Regions from separate parts of the Sus scrofa genome. Here region 1 is linked to region 2. A link is a contact called in public HiChIP or PLAC-seq data. All regions are on one chromosome and are shown on one strand. The core of a region is the stretch at or near the end of the contact, and the rest is flanking DNA. Distances in the headings are between cores, read along the strand shown.

Region 1 (2,852 bases), core at 339-2,838, 34 kb after region 2:
AGCATCTCTACATCAGCAGTTCCCACGTGTATTTCCCCAGGTCAGACCTCCCCGTCTCAACATGGTCCACAGTGAAGTCTGGATCTACCCACCCTTTCCTGCTCCAAGCCCATCTTTCCTACATTCTTCCCATCTCAACAAATGACACCATTCTTCTGGCTGTTCAGATATCGAAACCTGGCAGGAGTCCTGTATTTCTCTTTTTTCTCACACTGCATCTCTCACTAAATCCTATTGGAATGATTCAAAGCATACCCAGAATCCGACCACTTCTCATCACCTCCACTGCCACTTCCCTGGTGACCAAGCCATCTTCTTTCCTCTAGATTATTGCGATGGTGTCCTAAGAAATCCTGCTGCTACCCTGGCCATTCCACGGTCTAATTGCAACTCAGCAGCTAAAGCGACTGTTTACACATCACTCCTCTCTCAAGATCCCGCAGCGGTCCCCCATCACACTCACTAGCAATTAAAGTGCTTCTGGGAGTTCCCGTCGTGGCTCAGCGGTTAACGAACCTGACTAGTATTCGTGAGGAGGCGGCTTCCATCCCTGGCCTCGCTCAGTGGATTAAGGATCCAGCGTTCCGTGAGCTGTGGTGTAGGTCACAGATGTGGCTCAGATTCTGCATTGCTGTAGCTGTGGTGTAGGCCGGCAGCTGTAGCTCCAATTCGACCCCTAGCCTGAGAACCTCCATATGCCTCGGTGCAGCCCTAAAAAGACAAAAAATAAAAATAAAGTGCTTCTGGGGGTCTACCCGATCCTCTCTGAGCTTGGCCCACTGTGCTTCCTTCCTGATTCTACCGTGACAGGTAGGCTCCAGTGGTTCTTGCCAGTTCCTTCTGCCCAGGACTCTCTCCAATGAACACCTTGCTCCCTCACCTTCCTCAGTAGCCGCTCAAATGTCGCTTCAGTGAGGTCATCACCTTGTTTTTTGTTCGTTTGTTTTTTGGGCATATGGAAGTTCGCTGGCCAGGGATAGAATCCCAGCGGCACCACTGGGTCCATAACCCACAGCTCCACAGCAGGAACTCCCCTCCTCTAATTTAAAATTACAGCGCTTCTCTTTACCGCACTCCCCATTCCACCTTCGGTTTTCTCTTCAGCACTTTGCATGACACCAGGTACTTTATAGTTTACTTCTTCATGTGTTTATAGTTTCTTTAGAATGTAAACTCTGAGAAGGCTGTTTTTTGGTTTTGGTTTTGGTTTTGAAAGATTTGGGGGTTTTTTGGTTGTGCCTGCTCCCCAGCCAGGAATTGAACCTGAGTCACAGCAGGGATGATGCCGTAACCTTAACTCGCTGAGCCACCAGGGAACTCCCCCGAGTGCATTCACTGTTATTTGTGGAATGGATGAAAGAGTAAATGAAAGTTGAGATCGCACCTTTGAACGGCCCTGGTCTACGCCATTTACTCCCACATTCACGCGCTCACTTTTTCCCAAGCAAATGAAGGTTGGGTCCTGCGAGCACAACCGGCACAACCAGAGGGAGCTGGGACATTGGGGCGGCGTGGGATAGAGGTTTGCACGAGAGGAGGGCCTGAATGGAGAGGGCGGGGCCCCACGCGGCGCCGTCGTCTTGGAAACGGTCCCTCCCACCGCCGAACTACAACTCCCAGGGGCCTCCGCGGCTTCCGGTCGACAAGATGGTGGCCCGCAGGAGGAAGCGTGCAGCGCGGGACCCTGAGAAGGGGCTTCTGAGCCCGCCCGGCTACTCAGGTGAGGGGCTGCGGGACGCGGGGCCAGGGGATGGCTAGGCTTCGCCGGGAAGAGGCCTGGGGTCGGCAGTGGCTCGCGGCCCCCAGGAGCAGCCGCACGTAAAGGCCCGAAAGGTCGTGAGGCCGCGGCCCCACAAGACCCACGCGGCGCTCTGTTCTCGGCTGGCTCCACTCGCCCGAGATCAGTCTGGTGTGGTTAACGCTTCCCTTAAGTGAATCTACCTCTGTCCACACTCTCACAGGGCGAACCTGTGTCTGTCTACACTCTGCTCCTGAGGTGCGCGACTTCCACTTACCTGCACCTCTTTGCAGTTCCTAGTCCCCTTCGGCTCTCACCTGGGCCAGTATGTGTTTCTGTCCTTGTGCCTGCCTTCTCTTTTTCACCCGGGAACCAGAATGTTCTTTTTTTTTTTTTTTTTTCTTTGCATTTCTTGGCTGCTCCGAGCATATGGAGGTTCCAGGCTAGGGTCGAATCGGAGCTGTAGCTGCCAGCCTACGCCAGAGCCACAGCAACGCAGGATCCGAGCTGCGTCTGCAACCTACACCACAGCTCACGGCAACGGTTAAACCCACTGAGCAAGGGCAGGGACTGAACCCGCAACCTCATGGTTCCTAGTCGGATTCGTTAACCACTGTGCCACGACGGGAACTCCAGAATGTTCTTTTTAAAGTCAGATTTTTTTTTCCCTTCTGGGCCGAGCATGCAGCATGTGGAAGTTCCTAGGCCAGGGATCGAACCCGCGCCCCCGCGCCGCGGCAGTGACACACGGATCCTTAACCCGCTGTGCCACAAGGGAATTCCCTTAAAGTAAGATTTAAATCAGATCTACATCAGAGCTTGCCTCGCAAACTATGCCCCCCATGCTCACTGAACTCCCTCCAGTGGCTAAAGTTAGTACCTAAAACAAAATCCACACCTCACATCATTGACCTGTGTGGCTGGCCCCCTCATATTCTGGCACCTGCTAACCTACAGCTCTTTCTGCCTTCTTTTTTTTTTTTTTTTTTTTTTTTTTTTTGTCTTTTGTCTTTTTTGTTGTTGCTATTTCTTGGCCACTCCACGGCATATGGAGTTCCAGGCTAGGGTCCAATCGGAGCTGTAGCCACCGCCTACACCAGAGCCACAGCAACCG
Region 2 (2,897 bases), core at 223-2,722:
GAGGAAGGAAGGGAGAAAGAAAGAAATGGAGTGAAGCCCTGGCTCAGAGGACTGTGAGGGGCCCTGCCTTCCTGGCGTATTGGCAGCGTTGGGAGGACCAGAGGGCTGTCCCGCCCCAGTCCCCGCCTTCACGTGGCTGGATATGTTGTCCAGACAACCAAACACACCCCACAAAGCTCCGAAATGCCCCTGGCAAAGGGCCGCCCCACTGACAATCAGAGAATTAAATGATAGCAGCTAACCACCCTACGATTGCAGTAGTTTAAGAAAAAATTTTAACTGACTTCTCTATACTTCATTTATTTCGTGTGAAGGCGTGATAGGCCTTAACTTCTGCAGCGCCCTGGTCCCTCCTGGTTCCTCCCGCCAGGCACTGGGTCTTGGCCTCTGCACCTCTAGGAGGGAGCACTCAAGGGTCCTACTTTACTGCTGAGACAAGGAGGACCAGCCCGCGCCCGGTCACGGCTGCGCAGGGGGACCTGGATTCCCCTCCTCAGGCGGGGGCCCAATCCCAGACCCTCCGCCCTTACCAGCTCATTTCTCCACGGCCTTTCTGATGCCAGATTTTTCATCATGGTGGGATAGTCTGTCAAGAGCACGTTGGACTTAGTAAATAACAGCAGTAGTAACTCACTGGGCACGAAGTCCATGCTTGGCACCGTTCTAAAGGGGTTGCACGTATTTTTTTATTGACTCCACAAAGACATACTGAACACCTACCTCATGCCGGGGTCAGAAGTGGAGGCTGCGATTGCATCAAGGAAAAGGCAATTCCACGTGGCGAGCACCTCATTTAATCCTCGCAACCGCCTGTTACTTGCCCGACTTTCCAGATCAGGAAAAACGAGGCACAGAAAGGTGACGCGATTTGCTTCTGAAGACCGCAGAGCCTAAAAGTGTCTACAGTTTCCGCCCTACTTGCCATTTTTTTTTTTCAACCCCAACAAAGCAAAAAACGAATCAGTTCCGAGTTCAGGAAATCTAATAACACACAACTACTTAATCCTCCATGTTCGTCAAAGTTGGTCTGCTTTTCAAGTGTAAAGGGGGACGGGCAGATCGCAACTCCCAGGCATCCCGCAAAGTAGGCGGGTCACCTTAGGGGCGACCTTTACCCGCTCAAAAATTCGTCTCACATTAGCAGTGAGGACTCGGGCGTCACCCCGAATCGTTATTTTCCTTACTCATAAGTTTAAGGCATAAAAATGTAAACGTCCATACTTCCTAGGTAAGGAATCCCATTCTCATTAGCCATACGGTGAATATAAAAGTTGACCGTTAAACCGAGAACTTCATCCCGCTGACGTTTGTCTTACTCATTTAGTTTTTCATATCTCCTTGTATTTTATTTGGTCCTCGGAGAGGGTAGGAAACGACAGGGATACGACCCCCCGTATGCAAATCAGAAGCTGGCCTCGCAAAGGCTCACGGGGAGAGGCCCGCCTCTTCCGGCCCCTGCTCGGCCTAATCTGTCGCGAGAGTTCGTCAGCCGAACGCCGGAAGCCGCTAGTTGCTCCACAGCGGCCGAAGGGGCGGGCTCGGGGGCCGAGGGACCCTGAGGTGCTCGCGGCCTGCTCGGCGGTGCAAGATGGCGGACATCTCCCTGGACGAGCTCATCCGGAAGCGCGGGGCTGCTGCGAAGGGGCGGTGAGTAGCCTTTTCTCCTTTCGGGTTTCAGGGCCTGAGTCCTCGCGGGGTTCGCGCTGAAGAGGGAGCGGCCCGGGCGCGACGCGGAGGGCCGTCTGCGCCCGCCCCCTGCCGCAGCCCCGCTCCTCATTGGCCGCGCCGCCGCCGCCGCCGCCGCGGGCCCGGCCGCCAGGCCGCCCACTGGCTGGAGGTGCCGTCGCTCCCGCGGGCCAAGGGAGGCCGGAGGGGCCGCAGCCGCCGAGGGGCCGCGCTGCGGGGCTGGTGGGAGCGGCGCGGGGGGCGGAGGGACGGGCCGTCCCCCGCGGCCCGGGATTCCCGGGGTCGCCCCGGCGCAGCCCCTCCTCTGAGGAGACCGGCGCTGCTCCGCGATCCCAGCGCGGCCTTGAAGTTAGGACGACCGAAGTTTGGCGGGGCAGTGGCTTGCTCGGGCTCTGCCGGTCTCTACTGCCGAAGCCGAGCCCCAGCCCCAGAGCTGGTCCAGGTTTCCAAGTCCTGCGCCGGCTTCGCGTCTGTTTACACCGCCCCCCCCCTCCCGGGAGCGGTATTTCCGAGTCTGAGCGCTCTCGGGCCCACACGGTCTCATTAGCTCCTCTGGCCGTCCTGTCGGCCAGCCTTTCGTGCTTTCCCCGTTCTGCAGACAGGGCGCTGGAGGCTGGGAGAGGTGGAGTGACTGCCCCGAAGTCCCGGAGGGCTGAGACCGGGACTGAAGGCGCGTTCTGAGCTGGCCGAGGTGGCCTCAGGCTTGGGCAGAAAATCAAGGGAGATGGGGCTGGAGGGTAGCTGTTTGCTGATGGTGCTCAGAAAAGGCGGTTCTGTATCTGGGTGGCGAGCCCCGGAGACGACGTGCAGCTCTGAGACCGCCCTCCTCTAGACCCTCGAGTACGGTTCGTCGTTTCCAGCCTGTAAGAACTCCAGTTCACCCGTATGGAAAAGTGGGAGCTTTGGCCCAGAGTTTTCCAGCACACGGAAAATTAGCTCGGATGTCCTTGTAAACGGCCAGGCTGTTCCATACTGTTTTCTCAGACAGTCATTCACTCAGTAGATGTTTATGAAAAGTGCCTGTGACCAGAAAATAGAGTCTCTGCCTTACTATCCCCCGACCCTCAACACATACATCCATCCACTACGTTTGCCCCCCAGCCCCACACAGTTCACCAGCCAGCATTTCATCTGGCTTCTGGTTCATAATAGGCACACAGCATTAATTTCCTCTCCCATTATCGGTGAGTAGTTCTTCCCTAGGTCTGCCA

Evidence for each region. HiChIP or PLAC-seq counts read pairs in DNA pulled down with a chosen protein or histone mark.
Region 1: an H3K27ac HiChIP or PLAC-seq map of skeletal muscle shows a contact between it and region 2. The contact joins the promoter of RRP7A here to the promoter of POLDIP3 in region 2. A contact is called at or near these places in 1 of 5 promoter capture datasets (liver), 1 of 47 Hi-C or Micro-C datasets (embryonic fibroblasts) and 2 of 2 datasets of contacts at active chromatin or transcription factors (alveolar macrophages and skeletal muscle).

What each region holds. Positions count from the first base shown.
Region 1 is chr5:6,206,907-6,209,758 of Sscrofa11.1, forward strand. RRP7A (ribosomal RNA-processing protein 7 homolog A) reads left to right here and starts at 1,589. Exons shown (of 8, transcript XM_021091431.1): 1 at 1,589-1,720. The coding sequence starts at 1,648.
Region 2 is chr5:6,172,971-6,175,867 of Sscrofa11.1, forward strand. It overlaps POLDIP3 (polymerase delta-interacting protein 3), which reads left to right and starts at 1,473. Exons shown (of 9, transcript XM_021091426.1): 1 at 1,473-1,647. The coding sequence starts at 1,589.